Linked DNA regions of Mus musculus: region 2 is linked to region 1. The links are chromatin contacts, called in public promoter capture Hi-C maps. All regions are on one chromosome and are shown on one strand. The core of a region is the stretch at or near the end of the contact, and the rest is flanking DNA. Distances in the headings are between cores, read along the strand shown. Region 1 holds the start of Ccr7 (chemokine (C-C motif) receptor 7). Region 2 holds the start of Krt222 (keratin 222).

The links. Promoter capture Hi-C pulls out the DNA fragments that hold promoters and counts their contacts.
Region 2: a contact with region 1 is called in a promoter capture Hi-C map of pre-B cells. The contact joins the promoter of Krt222 here to the promoter of Ccr7 in region 1. A contact is called at or near these places in 15 of 39 promoter capture datasets (the 3T3-L1 cell line, 3T3-L1-derived adipocytes, the C10 cell line and 11 more), 2 of 15 datasets of contacts at CTCF or cohesin (CD8 T cells and large pre-B cells), 2 of 484 Hi-C or Micro-C datasets (forebrain and regulatory T cells), 9 of 115 datasets of contacts at active chromatin or transcription factors (the 230-238 cell line, CD8 T cells, the SCID.adh cell line and 4 more) and 4 of 9 other capture datasets (adipose tissue, embryonic stem cells, liver and 1 more).

Annotation. Positions count from the first base shown.
Region 1 is chr11:99,152,274-99,160,097 of GRCm38.p6, reverse strand. Ccr7 (chemokine (C-C motif) receptor 7) reads left to right here and starts at 5,021. Exons shown (of 3, transcript NM_007719.2): 1 at 5,021-5,109. The coding sequence starts at 5,100.
Region 2 is chr11:99,241,536-99,249,359 of GRCm38.p6, reverse strand. Krt222 (keratin 222) reads left to right here and starts at 5,213. Exons shown (of 6, transcript NM_172946.3): 1 at 5,213-5,417. The coding sequence starts at 5,322. Gm32385 (a long non-coding RNA gene) reads right to left here and starts at 5,465. Exons shown (of 4, transcript XR_389025.3): 1 at 5,378-5,465; 2 at 3,020-3,083.

The sequences.
Region 1 (7,824 bases), core at 3,772-6,271:
CCGGGCATGGTGGCTCACACCTTTAATCCCAGCACTTGGGAGGCAGAGGCAGGCAAATTTCTGAGTTCAAGGCCAGCCTGGTCTACAGAGTGAGTTCCAGGACAGCCAGGGCTACACAGAGAAACCCTGTCTCGAAAAAACAACAACAACAATAACAACAACAAAAAGCCGTAAAAAATAATGCAATGAAGACTTTAGTTCATCATAAATAAAACATCACCTTCCGAGCCCTTCCCAAAATTAAGGTGAGCCTGTTTGTGGGTGCCATTTCTCTTCATATTGTTTGAGAGTGATTGTGTCTTGTCATTTGTCTCACTTTGTGTTCCTTGGTTTTTTGGCCACAGAGTCTCACTCTGTAAAGGTGGCAGATCCAAGTGTGGCAATCTTCCTACCTCAGCTGCTGCTGCTGCTGCTGCTGCTGCTGCTGCTGCTTCTTCTTCTTCTTCTTCTTCTTCTTCTTCTTCTTCTTCTTCTTCTTCTTCTTCTTCTTCTTCTTCTTCTTCTTCTTCTTCTTTTTCTTCTTCTTCTTCTTCATACGGTATTCTGCCTCCATGTATACCTGCAGGCCAGAAAAGGACACCAGATCTCATTAGAGATGGTTATGAGCCACCATGTGGTTGCTGGGAATTGAACTCAGGACCTCTTCAAGAGCAGCCAGTGCTTTGAATGTCTGTGCTGTCTCTTCAGCCTTCCTCCTCCTCCTCCTCTTCCTCCTCTTAATAATTTACTTTTATTTTATGTACATTGGTGTTCTGACTGTATATATGAGGGTGCCAGCTCCCTTGGATCAGGAGTCATAGACAGTTGTGAGCTGCCATGTGGGTGCTGGGAACTGAACCCAGGTCCTTTGGAAAAACAGCCAGTGCGCTTAACTGCAGAGCCATCTGTCCAGCCCCTGCCTCAGCTTCTTAGTGCTAAAATTACAGGACTTCATCAGAACCCTCTGTTGATAAGACAAGATCCATCTTTGTCTATCTTCTTCACTGTGGTGGACTGGATACTCCCTACCACCATCACCCACAAAGATCATATGCTAAAGTTATGACCCTACGATGGCTGGATTTGAGAATAAAGCTGTTGGGGGTTGGTTTTAATGCTTTGAATTAATCCAGCCCCCAAAATCGGGAAACTGCATGTCCAAACACTAAAGATCCTTGTCCCCAATTGGTTTTTGATCAATCAAAAAAGAGCCAATGGCCAATGGTTGGGCAGGTAGACTGAAACAAGACCTTTAGATTTGCTCAGGCTGGGAACTGGGAGAGAGGAAGGAGAGAGCATTGTCGTGGTTTGGAGGGAAACAGATCAGAATTAGAGACGCAAAAGGAAAAGCATCCGAAATGTAGGAGAGAAAGAATTCGGGCCCTGGAGGAACAGCTCAGAAGTGTCTTGGGCAGCAAAGACTGGGGTAGGGGCACCCAGAAGGAGCCAGGGCAACAAAGATAAAATATAGAATTAGAGGGCATTAAGCCAGGAGTACCAAAGGGAAATGTGTTCTAGCCACAGGGAAGATTAGAACTGCCCAGCCTTTGAGCTAGTCAAAGCATATTTAAAATTAACTGGTGTGTGTGTGTGTGTGTGTGTGTGTGTGTGTGTGTGTGTGCTTCATTCTTGAATCCAGATAGCTCTTGGGCAGGTGCATGGGTGTGACGAATCGGGAGCACAAAATGATTTAGCTAACTACTGCTACGTAGAGAATCTAAGGAAGTTATTTAAATTAAATAGCACTATAGAGTAGGGTCCTGGTTCCATGGAATTGGTATGTGAGTGACATTACCAGAAATTGACCCTACTGGCCTTTGCCTTGGGACTTCCAGCCTCTAGAACCATGAGGAAACATATTTCTGTTGTGTAAGACATCCAGTCCATGGTATTTTAAGAGTCCAAACAGACTACTCACTCCATGTAAGTTAAGCAAGGCCAAGGATCATGTGTGCTTGTCTTTGGATCAATACTGTCCATCACTATACCTAACACATAAGTGCATGCCAAATATCTGTTTGTTGAATGAATGAATGAATGAATGAATGAATGAATGAATGAATTAGATAATTACTAAAACAAAACATATAGGGTTCTGGGGTATGCAAGATGGTTTAATGGGTAAAGGTGCTTGCTGACAAGCCTGACAACCTGAGTTTGATCCCAGGAGTAGACCTGGTGGGAAGAGGAGACTTACTCCTGCAAGATGTCCTCTGACCTCAACAAGCATGCTGTGCCACATGCCTGCACACAGCTCTTTCTCCCTCTCCCTTCCCCCACCCCCATTCTCTCCTTCCTTCCCTCATGCCTCAACATGAAAGCTCTCGGCTACTGCTCCCATACCTTGTTTGCCTGCCTGCCTCCTGCCATGCCATCATCCACCATGATGGATGTGAACTCATCCTCTGAAACTGTAAGCAAGCCTACAATTAAATGCTTTCTTATATAAGTTACCTTGGTCTTGCCATCTGTTCACAGGAATAAAAAACTAAATACAACAAATTATACATGCCCCCCCCAAAAACCCTTGTAAATGAATATTTATAGCAACAATACTCATGATAACTAAATAGTAGAAACAATCCAAATAGCCAACTAATAGTAGATAAAACAAATGTGGTATATCCACACAATGGAATATTATTCAGCCACAGAAAGGAGTGGAGAGTTGAAACATACTCCATATAGATGAACCTAATTAAAAGAAGATAGATATGAAGGTAACATTGTGTCTATTTATGTGCATTAATCAACAGAAGCAAATCTACAGAAAGAAAGTAGGTCTGCGGCTCAGAGCAGTTATGTGCACAGGTGGAAAGGACATGGGAATCATCGGAAATAATGGCTGAGGAGATCTGACTAAAAATGATTCAAAGTTTACCGTGGCGAATAAACGCCGTGACTATATAAACACCACAGAAATGTCTACTTTAAAAGAGGAAATGTGGGGACGGGAGAGATGGCGCAACAGTTAAGGACACTTGATGCTCTTGCTGAGGATCCAGGCTCAGTTCCCAGCACCCACACATCAGCTCACAAGGCCTGTAACTCCAGTTCCAGAGGATCTGACGCCGTCTTCTGACCTCCACGGGCTGTAGGCACACAGGTGGTACACAGAAAGGCACTCAGGCAAATGCTCATACACATAAAATAAAAATCAATGAATCGTTTTCAAAGGTGAATTTAGATATGAACTATAGCTAACTAGAGCTGTTGTCTTTTAAAAGAAAGGAAGGAAACACAGATGAATTCCTTTCTTTCAACCTTCCATTACCTGTCAGTATAACCTCATGGCCAATTCTCTCCAGAAGCTAGAGGGAAAGTCGTCCGGGAAATGTAGTCCCTGTATGCAGAGCAGAGCAAGGGTATCAAGTGAGTGCCTAAAGGGTTATGTTGTCATGGCAACTGTTTTAACTATTTATTTATCTTATGTATATGAGTACACTGTCACTCTCTTCAGACACACCAGAAGAGGGCATCGGGTCCCATTACAGATGGTTGTGAGCCAACGCGTGGTTGCTGGGGATTGAACTCAGGACCTCTGGAGGAGCAGTCAGTGCTCTTACCCACTGAGCCATCTCTCCAGCCCCCTGTTTTTAACTAGTTAATACAGAAGAAGGGCTAAGTCATTCTGAGCTCTGTGTCGGGTCCTGTCGCTCACTGAATTGTCTACAATCAGTGGCTAGAGATAAAAAAATTTACAGGTGTCTCTCCTGGAAATGGAACATTTAGATATTTGCTCTAGAACTCAATGGCCACCCACAGTCCCCACATGATCTCTATGCTTGTTTTAAACCCACTCCTTGGACTGGGGAGGTGGCTTAGTAGCTAACAGAGAATTGCCCCACAAACACGAGGAACTGAGTCCAAATCCCAGAACCCTCATAAGCAGCTTGGCAGTAGCATGAGCATTCGTCATCCTAGCAGTCCCCCAAGGAGATGGGAAGCAGAGACAAGAGACCACGCACCCAGAAGGCCAGCTCACCTTAGTATAGAATGGGGCACTCAATAAAGACGTGATACCTGCAACAGAATGGAAGTAGGCTGACACCTGACATTGTCTCTGATCTTCACACGTGCAATGGCATAAAATCCCCACATTCACGCATACGATCGCACACATACACGTGTGTACACACACCATACACACCACACAGGCACAACAATTAAAAATGCCAATAAATATATCAATCAGTTTCCCTGTGGGGGAAAATGGGTGTGGTCACAAAGAATAAAAAAAGTAAAATAAAAATAGGCCAGGCATGGTGGCATATGTCTTTAATACCAGCACTCGGGAGGCAGATGCAGGTAGATCTCCATGGGTTCGAGGCTAGCTAGGTCCACAGAACAAGTTCTAGGACAATCATGGCACTGACAAAAATAAAATAAAATAAAATAAAATAAAATAAAATAAAATAAATAAATAAATAAATAAATAAATAAATAAAATCTCTTCTTGGGGAACCAGTTTGGATAATGACTTAGACTTGATGTCCTCTCGGTTAGTAGAGAAAGCCGAGGGGCTCCAGGCACCCTCATATCTAGCATCTAGGTCCTGTGATGTTTAGCTTAAGTACTAAAAATAAACACTCAAACTTTCACTTCGTGGTTGTGTCACTGAAGCCTTGCTGGCCGGACCGTTCAACAGACCTCACCCTGGCTGCGCAGGTGTATGTCGGGGCTGCCTGGCGGCTGCTGGGACAATAGCCACTGATCAAGTTCATACTGAAAGGGAGACTTTTATTCAAAACCAAGAGAAGGATGCAAGTACACCTCTGACTCCCGAGCCTCAGCCTATCTCACCCCACAGCAGCCACCCAGGCGTGCTTGGCACTCACAGATGTAAGCAGCTCCTCCCTGAGTCTCTACAAGGCACTACTACCAGGGGCTTTCTGAAGGCAAACGACTCAGTGATTCAGGATCCTATGACAGCCGAATGTGGTTATCACATACCTTGTGGCCCAGGAAGACTCTGAGGGGTGGGACAGGAGTGGGAGGGGCTCTGGAACAACTTAAAAGGGGCTCTTACCACTTCCTCCCTGCCAGAGAGGGCTAGCTGGAGAGAGACAAGAACCAAAAGCACAGCCTTCCTGTGTGATTTCTACAGCCCCCAGAGCACCATGGACCCAGGTAAGTAAGCTTTCTCTTAAGAGAAGTCAAAACTTCTGACACAAAGCCAGACTCTAGGGCAATGAACATGCATGGGGGATAGGGGTCATGGGGGGGGGGGGGAGTTTCCAGAGCAATCAGGGCAGTTGGTGTGAACTGGTGGCTGCTTTCAGAGAATGCCATCCCGTTGGATGAGGCATTGGAGAGAGGATGTACCTGCTCTTTCAGACCCAGGGGAAGGAACAGCTGTGGATGCCAAGACAGACACAGGCATAAAGTTGGGTCCTCTCAAGCAGCAGGCAATGAACAGCCTGGTAGACTGACCTTGATGCCTGGATAGAACACGTTCTCAGCTGGTAGGGATGGGTGATGTTCTCTGGCACCTCTGGGGACTAAGAAAATTCTCTTTAGAGAGTTCAGGACACCCTGCTCCCACTCTGGGTCCCTCCTTTCTGTCCTGTTAAACCAGGATTTGAATCTCCTTGCTCACGAGAAGAGTGAAACTGATGGAAACTGTGCTGTGCATAGTGCAATACAAATACTAGCTGCCACCTCTGCCTCTTGTTGTCTCTGCCTGTCATCTGTCTGTCTGTCTCTGTCTGTCTTCCTCCCTCCCTTCCTCCCTCCTACACATCCCAGGTTTTGTGCCTCTTGCAGGTTAAAGGGTGAATGACTAACATAAAATTGAGTGGCCCAGGGGGCACTCCACGTAGAGAAACTGTAGCCAGCACAGCACAGCCCCTAAAACAAAGCCCACACACCACAGCCCTCTCTATAACAAGCTATTCTACCAGGCAAGCCTCAGTGTCTACTATAGCAAAGTGCCAAGGGGAGTCCAGCTCCAGACACCCCAGTTACACATCTTAAATCTCGGCTGCAGAGTCAGACTCGGCTGGGGCTGGAGGGGCCAAGTTCCTAGAGTTCCGCTCACCAGCCTCAAAGCCACAAGGGGTTGACTTTAAAAAGTGAAGGTTCCCTGGTGCTGTCCTCACACCCCCTCCAAGCCACACCACAGCCAGCAGCATCTTTATCTGTCTCTCCTGCCCAGCGTGCATTGCACCCTAGATCTAGATCCAGCTGTGGAAGGTATATAGTGGGGTCCACCTCTGCTGGCTATGAACTCATGGGAAGCAGGATTTTGTTCTTACACCTCTGCCTCTCAGATGTTTTGGGTGTAAGTAAAAAGTGTTGATGGGAGGGAGGGAGAGAGGGATGGAGGAATGGATGGATGGATGGATGGATGGATGGATGGATGGATGGATGGATGTGTGGATGGATGGATGGATAGAATCAGCCTCTCTAAGTATATTTTAGAAAGCAAATATCTATTCCAGCTTCTCCTCCCACCTGCCTGCTTTCTAAGCCTACACCTCAGGTATCTACCTCCACCAGCCATAGTCTCAGAGAACCCACACCATCCACCAAAGATCTTCTCCACCTTCCTAAAATGTGGCTCCCAGAATAGGGAAAGGTTCTAAATTTACAGCATTTGCCAATTTCCATGGTGTAAATTTTACCATCCCAATTGACCTTAGTCGGTCCCATTAAAGGTCTAAATGTTTTGACACAAAAAGGAGACAGACACCTGCCTTCCTTGGCACTTGGGACACTATAGAGTCTCTCCTGAACTAGGTTTGGGGATGCTAAATGCATGGCTTTGATACAGGGGGTGGGGCAAACTCTGGTCCTGGAAGAAGAGATAGTCTTGCTTTTTTACTCAACTTAAGAAGCACCCTAATAGCTAACTCTGAAATGCTGGTGTGAGGGGAAACTGCTTAAGAAGTTTTGCTCAAAACAGGCTCCGGCGCCGTTGGAAGGGCGGGTGGGCCACAAACTATCTGTTTTTCACTCTTTGTCTACCTAGTAGGGACAGGAGGTGGGTGAGAAGGCCTAGGTTTCTGTTATACAAAATGAGAAACTACAAACCAGGGCTGAGCTGGCCTCTTTCATGATTTGAATGAGCAGCCCTGATATACCCTTCCTAACTTCAAGACATGGGACCACAGATCTCAGCACAACATCTCAAAATCAGAGAAGGGGAGGGGGTGACAAATGAACCCATAAGAGACTTGTGTCTCACAGCTCAGCTGTAGATGGCAGTAGAAGAGAATTCAGGGTCATTCTCTTGTGGCCCTCCAGAAACCTGGCTGTGGAGAACACTGGAGCCCAGAGTAGCTAGGAAAAAACGCTCCTCTGTGTGGTATTGTCTTCCAGTCATGTGTCACTCATTGAGAACTTCTTGAATACAGAGTCTGGTGGGGAACGTAACATGTATGTCAACACGCAACACCAACAGTGAGAGACACAGCACTCCTGAGGGGGCATAAGGACAAGATTCAAAAGCAAAAAGCAAGGCTGTGAACACGTGTCCAGAAAGCATGGCAATTGTATTTTGAAGGGTGTGTAGAAGTTGTCAAACCTAATAAAGAAGGGCCAGGTTGTAGCCAGATCTTCAGACTCTACAGCCTTAAGCCAACAAAGTAAATGAGGCATCCGAGTGTCAGGAACGTGACTGGCACACAAGCCTGAGGAACCTGAGCTTGTAGCCTCAGAGTTTAAAAGCTGGCTGTAGCAAGGTACACACGTAATACCTAAGCCTGCTTAGGGAGGCAGGAATAATAAGACTTGCTGGCCAACCAGTCTTCAGAATTGGCAAACTCCAGGTTCCATGAGAGACACTGATGTCAGCCTCTGACCTCTGTATGTGTGCACACCCATACATATATGAGCACACAC
Region 2 (7,824 bases), core at 3,964-6,463, 89 kb before region 1:
GATAGGGAGGAATGAAAGGGATGAGATGACCACACTAGAGAGTCCTCACCTCTAGTTCTAGGGGTTCAGACGCCCTCTCCTGGCCTCTTCAGGCACTGCATGCACATGGTACACAGGTGCAGGCAAACACCCCATTACACATATAATAAAATAAATAAATCTTTTTTTTTTAAAGAGTAGGGAAGGTGGCTGGAGAAATATCTCAGAGGTTAAGAGCACTGGTTGCTCTTCCAGAGGACCTGAGTTCAATCCCCAGCAACTACATGGTGGCTCACAACCATCTGTAATGGGGTTTGATTCCCTTTTCTGGTATGTGGGAAGACAGAGCATTAATATACATAAAATAAATATATAAATTAAAGAAGAGTAGGGAAGAGAGCAATTAGAATGCATTTGTGTATGCATATTAAATGATCAAAGAACAGACTACATTAATTTTTTTTAAAGATTTACTTGTTTACTATGTATACAGTGTTCTGCCTACATGCATGCCTGAACACCAGAAGGTGGCACCACATCTCATTACGGATGGTTGTGAGCCACCGTGTGGTTACTGGGAATTGAACTCAGGACCTCTAGAAGAGCAGCCAATGCTCTTAACCGCTGAGCCATCCCTCCAGGCCCAGATTAACAATTTTAATGGGGGGAAACTGAGGCTTAATGGTACCGATTGAGAATAAAGGAGGCATGCCTCATTTTCTTCAGGTGTTTGGTTTTTTTACAAGAATTTTATGGTGTGTATTTAAAGCCTGCAGCATAACACTGTGGTGTACACAGAGGTGGGAAAGGATTTCAGTGATGAAGGGAATGAAATCATCTACCATCTCACGCAGTTACTGTTTTAATGGCAAGGGCAACTAAACTCTACTTGATAAAAATCCCACATACCATATCATTTTGTTAACTGTGTATTAGCTCTCTAAGCTTGGCAGGAGAGGTGCTGCACACCTTCAAATCCCAGCAGTCTGGAGGTAGAGGCAGAAGCAGGCTGATCTCTGTGAGTTCAAGGCCAGCCTGGTCTACAAAGAGAGTCCTAGAACAGCTGGGACTACATAGAGAGACTTTCTCTCATTAAAAATTAATTAACTGATTAATTAATTAATTAAAATTTAAACAATAGATCTCTAAGTTTAGTCATCTTCCCTAGCTGACACACTGTGCCCTTTGACCTTCAGCTCCCCAGATTCTACTCCACCTCCCACCCATAGCGTATTCCCAGGGCTTGGCTGTTGTGAATACCGCAATGAACACACAGGCCAGGCACTTTGAGAGTGAATTGATGATCATCTCCATAAGAATGGCATCCATATTGGCTTATCCTGATAGGATTCTGAAGCCTACAGCTAGTCACCAAGAATCGCATGAACCCAACTGATGATGATGTTGAGCTATTGTGACTGGTTCCTTAATAAAGAGCGTGATTTTTTTTTCAAAAGTAGCTACATTACATGCTTGCACATGTGTGAGCACTCACTGTTATGATCTTGACCATCTCGGGGCTTCAGAAGGACCATACCAGGCCAAACATTTCCACCTGAGGTTTATTGGAAGAAAGAGGGGCAAGAGAGAGAGATGGGGGAGACTTTATATATGGGTGACACAGGTAAAGGTGGGAGATTAAAGCCAGGCGTGGTGGCGCACGCCTTTAATCCCAGCACTTGAGAGGCAGAGACAGGTAGATTTCTGAGTTTGAGGTCAGCCTGGTCTACAGAGTGCGTTCCAGGACAACCAGGGCTACACAGAGAAACCCTGTCTCGAAAAACAAACAATCTCATCATCAGGAGATGAGCCAAGTGGATTCTGGGTATATGGTGGCTGTTGCCTTGGCAACAGGTCTGTGGGTCCCTCCTATGTGATGTCACGGGTTTCAGAGGACCCTTCAGAACCAGTCTGGTGCTATTGCTTTTATGCACATGTAAATATGTGAATAGCATTTCCTGGTGTGTACAAGGAGTGTTCCCAGCAAGGGGCTCAGATTTCAGATTTACATTGTGTCCAGTAGCTCCTACTCACATTTCCCCTGCCCTCCAGGGTGCGGGAGGTAGAACCTAGAACCTTGCATACACTAGGCAAGCTCTCTACCACTGAATACGTTCCCCAACCCATTAAACACTATTTATTGGTGTATGTGTGTACTGCGTGTATGTGCACTTTTGTGTAGATTCATAAACATGGGTACATGTGTGTATAAGTCAGAGGTAGGAGCTGGGTGTCTTCTTCAGTCACTCTCCATCTTCTTTTTGAGGCAGGGTCTGTCACTGGACCTGGAGCTCATGAGTCTGGGAAGGGAGGCTGGACCAAGAATTGCAGGGATCTGCTTGTTTTACCCCCACAGTGCTGGAGTTTTAAACACGTGTCACTATCTCCATTTTTTTTTTATTCACTTTACATCCCGAGCACAGCTCCCTCCCTCCTCTCTTCCTAGTCCCACCCTTACAAATCTCTAGCCCCGTCCCATTGCCTCCTTTCTCCTGCTCCAAAAAGGTTCCATCCCACCCTGGGGTATTCAGTCCCAGAAGATCTAGACACATCCTCTCCCACTGAGGCCCAACCTGGCAGTCCAAATAGTGAGAAAGGGGATCCAATGGCAGGGAATAGAAACTGAGGCAGCCCCTCCCTCCAGTTCTTGCGCAAGAACTGGACATCCAAACACAGGTTCTCACCCTTGTGCCGTGGGCAAGTCACCACTGAGCCGTTCCCCACCCCCAACCCCCTAGACCTCTACTGAATACTTTAAATGTGACTTGTCCAAACTGAGGTGGGCTATATAATACTCCTCGCGTTTTAAAGAGGTTATCAAAAGAAAAAGTGTGTAAATATTTTATATTGTTATATTTTCGATATATGGGATTAAACAAAATGTGATATTAAAATTGACTTCACCTGTTTCTTTTTAATATCTCTTGATACAATTCCTAGAGCACTCAAAACTTCATGCACAGCTTAGATTTATAGTTCACATTGTATTTCACCAAGAGGCACTGGCCTAGGTGCACAAAATGCTGGGAGACCCACTTACAGCGCAGACTGACAAGCCGGACCTCCATCACATCTAGCTCAGCAGGGATCAGGGCAGGATCAACCTGAAATAACAAGGAGCATTTAGTGTTTCACTCCTGGATTTACACTGAGTTTAATTTGGGGGCTGGAGAGGTGGTCTAATGGTTAAAAGCTTAGTCATGAGGAGCAGAGTTTGAGTCCCAGTACCCGTTTTGTGCGTCTCACTCACACAATAACTACAGCTCCAAAGGATCCAGTGCCCTCTTCTGATCCCCTCAGGTATCCAGATACACACGTATCCATGCACTCACACAGACACATACACAGACCTGTATACACAAGCATAAATTAAAAACTTACACTCATAAGTTAACTCAGAAATTTAAAGGAGCAGTAAGTGGGCTCACGAGACGAGTCAGCTGGTAAAGACACTGGCCAAGAAGCCTGACGGCCTGAGTTCGATCCCTGGAGTCGCATTATGGAAGAAGAGAGATGATTCCGGATAATTATTCTCTGACCGCCACACCTGTGCCCGTGTAAAACCACACACACACACACACACACACACACACACACACACACATACACACACTTTTTAAAAGCATATCAAAGGCCCTCTGGGTTCTAGAACCAAGATCTCATTCATTCATTCATTCATTCACTCTGTAAACAACAGGCCCATTCTCAAAAATATTTCAGTCGCATCTAACAAGGCTGCCATCTTGACTGGAGATCCCCGGGAGAAGAGAAGGAAGAAGCAAGCACAGCGTTCAGCATACAGTCAAAAGTCCCTAAGACAGTGATGCTGTCATTTCAATGAACCACCTTGGGTAGGACACTTGACCCCTCTGACCACAGTTCTTCCATCTTTACAGGTCCCAGAATGAAAAGATTGGGTGGAACACCGTTGTTGGAAGAGCTGAGGGTGAGTCCCTTCAGTGTGACGTGTTCTCTACCTGCTCTCTAGTAGCAAAAGTCTCCCTCAGTGGGGGTCCCATTGCAGGGGCCGAAGGGCTCCATTTCACAAGCCTGGTAGAATTAACTCCTGGCTCCCACCCTGCTCCAGTGCCCGTCTCCAGCCTCGCCTCATCTGGAATAAGAGTGACTTCAGGAATCCACCTCAATCCCTCACACTCTACTCCTGGGCTGGCGTCCACGGCCGGCCGTTTGAGAACCACGGCTCATGACAGTCATCTGCCTCACTCGAGAGTAGAGTAGCTGTCAGAACGCTGGACATGTACAAACACATTCAGAGGACTTTCCGTAGCATTCGGGGTTTTTAAAATTAATTTTCTTAAGTTAGCATACAAAGTCACAGGGAAGCCATTTCACCATTTCCTTCCATGGGACATTGTCCTGTTTGTAGGCATCCACCTCCGCCATGGCCCTTCACCACCACCCACAACCTTACCTGTCTCATCTGAACCAGTCCCTGCCTGCTTCTTGTCACCTGTATTCCTTTAACCCTTTGTTTCCTTCTGCCTTCCCTCTCCTTTAGCATTTTGTTAAAAAATCAAAACATTTTTTTTTAAAATACTATAAAGAAAAGTTTAAACTATCATATTTGGAGCCCAGTATAATTATTTTTTTAAAAGAATTATTTATTTTATGTATATGAGTACACTGTCGCTGTCTCCAGATACACCAGAAGAGGGCATCTGATCCCATTACAGATGGTCGTGAGCCACCATGTGGTTGCTGGGAATTGAACTCAGGACCTCTGGAAGAGCAGTCAGTGCTCTTAACCACTGAGCCATTTCTAAAGCCCCCCAGTTTAATTCCTAAGCAATATGTTGGAAAAGCTAAATAAATTTCGTGTTTTATTTTGGGTTTGGGAGGTGGTTTGTTTGGGTGTCGTTGTTTCTGTTGTTTTGTTCTCCATCAGGGGTCTCACTACGAAGTCCTGACTGACCTTGAACTCAAGATCATTCTGCCTGAGTGCTAAGATAATATGCCTGCCCACTGTGACTGGCTAACTACAATTTGCTTAAGGTTGTGAGCACCCCACCCCCACAGGCAAAGCATTCACTTTGCATAGGAAACCTTTGCAGTGACCCTGTGGGTGTCATTTTCCTCTCTTCCTGGAGACTCCGAAGGTCTCTGCTGTATCAACAACAATGGGCGGGAAGGGTTTCTCAACATTTGCATAATTAATTAGCAACCCTGGAGTTTCCCCCGGCTTCTGGTGGGGGAAATGGATCTCTGCTTCTTTAAGGCTCTGCGGGGCTGTCTGCTCTGGCGACGCAGGCAGGGCAGGCTCTGCCGCAGCGGCTCATCCCATCGCTAAGGTCCAGTTAGCCAAGGTGGAGGATGGGAAAAGAATGGAGCTGTCCCAGCTCCTCAATGAGATCAGGGCAAACTATGAACAGCTCCTCACCAGAAATCAGATAGAGACGGTGTTGTCGACGCGGATCCAGGTAATGATTTCATTCAGCCAGGCACCTTCAGGATAAGGAGACAGTCCATGTCTACCCGATTCCTGTCCCGGCCTCTCTGAGGTACAGTATCTCCTTTTCCACGCAGCATCTACTGGGGAGGCGATGTAGGTGTTCCTGCACTGGGTCTGGGGTGGCAGGCAGGGAGAAAACCCTTTGGCTGTGCTGTTGAATAACCATTCAATAAATATTGATTGATGCATTGGGATTTTATAGAGATCGTAAGGTGACCGTCATTACTAAAACATGGAGTCAACAAGCAATAAAATGGTGCTCTCTGACCTCTTTGGGTTTTTTTTTTTTTTTTTTTTTTTTTTTTTTTTTTTTTTTTTCAGGAAGGAAGCATTCCAAACAACTCTTCAAAGATATTATGGAGTTAATTATAGAGGCAATTTAAATAACATCTGTAGACTCCAAGCTTGATAGTCAAGATTGTTTGCCTTGCACACTCTGGGGGGAGACAAAAAGCAAGAAAAATATTTCTAGAAGGTTTCTATCATATTTCCCAAGCACTTGGTTTCATACTGACTGTTATAAATAGAATCAACTGAGCATGTGAATGTGGCTTTGAGAACCAAGAATACAGATCTGACAATCAAAATCCCCCCAGCTGAGTAGTGAGAGACTCTACACTTAAAAGTAGCCATTTTTGCTTTGGGGGTAGAAGAACTGTTTACTTCCGACACAAAGCTTGCAAGATATTTAAAATAAATAAATGAAACAGAGCCAACTCAGACCAAGGCTCAATTCAAATCCTGTCTACTCAGTTTCAAAGTAATACCTGCCTTTAATAATTAAGGCCTCAAATTTAAATAAATTTAAAAGCAAATATTTGGGAAACAAAGTTTCAGAAACTCAGGACGGTTTTATTAGCTTACCTCTTATACCCGGGTTCAAATTGTATTCCCAGCACCTGGACACAGCAAAGAGTTTACTTAAGAACAGGGCCAAAAAACAAAAACAAAACAACAACAAAAAAATGATAGCTAAAAAAAAAAATCACAGGACTTTGTTTCGTTAGTAACTTATTGCAATATCATTATAAATTTTGCCTGTGGGTAATAGTCTTGGTTTTTAAAAAGAATGATCAGTTCAACGGATTAAACAAGGTCACCGGGCTCTTGGCTTAGATGGAGGAGAAGTTTGTTCTCTTCCCACGTGATAGAGAAAAATATTAAGAGAGGACAACTTTTGAAAATCATAAACCAAATAAAAATTTTGCAAAGTAAACTTATAAGTTGAATTTACAAGTCCCAGTGCTTGAAGTGACTTTGAATTTAAAAAAAAAAAAAAAAAAGCAAAACGTTTTGTAACATAAAAGTTCTTGAGAGAAATGTGTTTTCCCAAGTAACTCACAAAGTCGGTTTATTATATTATTGTAACATATGCAAAGCCCTGGGTTCAAGCCCTAGAACGATGCAAGTAAATCCGGAAAATAAACATACAGTTGCTTTGGCTAACAAGTAGTGCATAGTAAGTCACCTCCCAAAACTCAACAACCTAACATTTAGACCAACGCATCCTGTCTTGTAATTCAGTAGGATGAGGAGGCTGGGGGATGGGGACTCTGGGTGGTGCCCTACTGACTGGCATAACCAAAGTGACTGGCTAATGTGTTTGGGACCTTGGCAAGAGCTTACTGGAAGGCTAGCCTGAGATCCTTGAGCCTGCTACCTGCCCCCTCCACGTGGCCTCGGGTCCCTCTCTACCTAGCCTCCCTATATGACCTCTCTAACCAGGTATCCAGGTTTCTAAAATGATGACCCAGGGCTCCCAAAAACATGACGTGGAAGCTGACAGGCTTCTTATGGCTTAGCCTAGAATCTGCACAGCGTCTGTCACCTCTACCATAGCCAATTGGTCACAGCAAGACTCAGGACAGCCTGATTCAACCTTGAATCACGGATGTGAACTTGGGGGAGGTGTGGCTCACTAGGGACCATCTTAGGAATCTAACACACAGTTTATCTGCCAGCTCCCCAACGAGAATTCAAAAAACTAGTGGTCCCGGTAGCCTTATCTTGTTTACAAAAGTCTTTATATCCTGATCTGCAGGACTATGTGTAAAAGTGAAACATGGTGGTGAACACTGTGATCCCAGCAGTGAGATCCGGAGACCGGCACATAGATCCCTGGGGCTCACTGGCCAGCCATCCCAGCAGTGAGATCCGGAGACCGGCACATAGATCCCTGGGGCTCACTGGCCAGCCATTCTAGCCTAGTCAGCCAGCCGGGGTCCCAGTGAGAGACCATGTCTAAAAAAAAATGAAAAAGAAAATCAAAGCTCCTGAGAAACTACACCTGAGGCTGACTCCAGCATGTAATATACACAGGCTATACTACACACAAAAATACACCGGCATGGACACACACATACACACCTTCACGG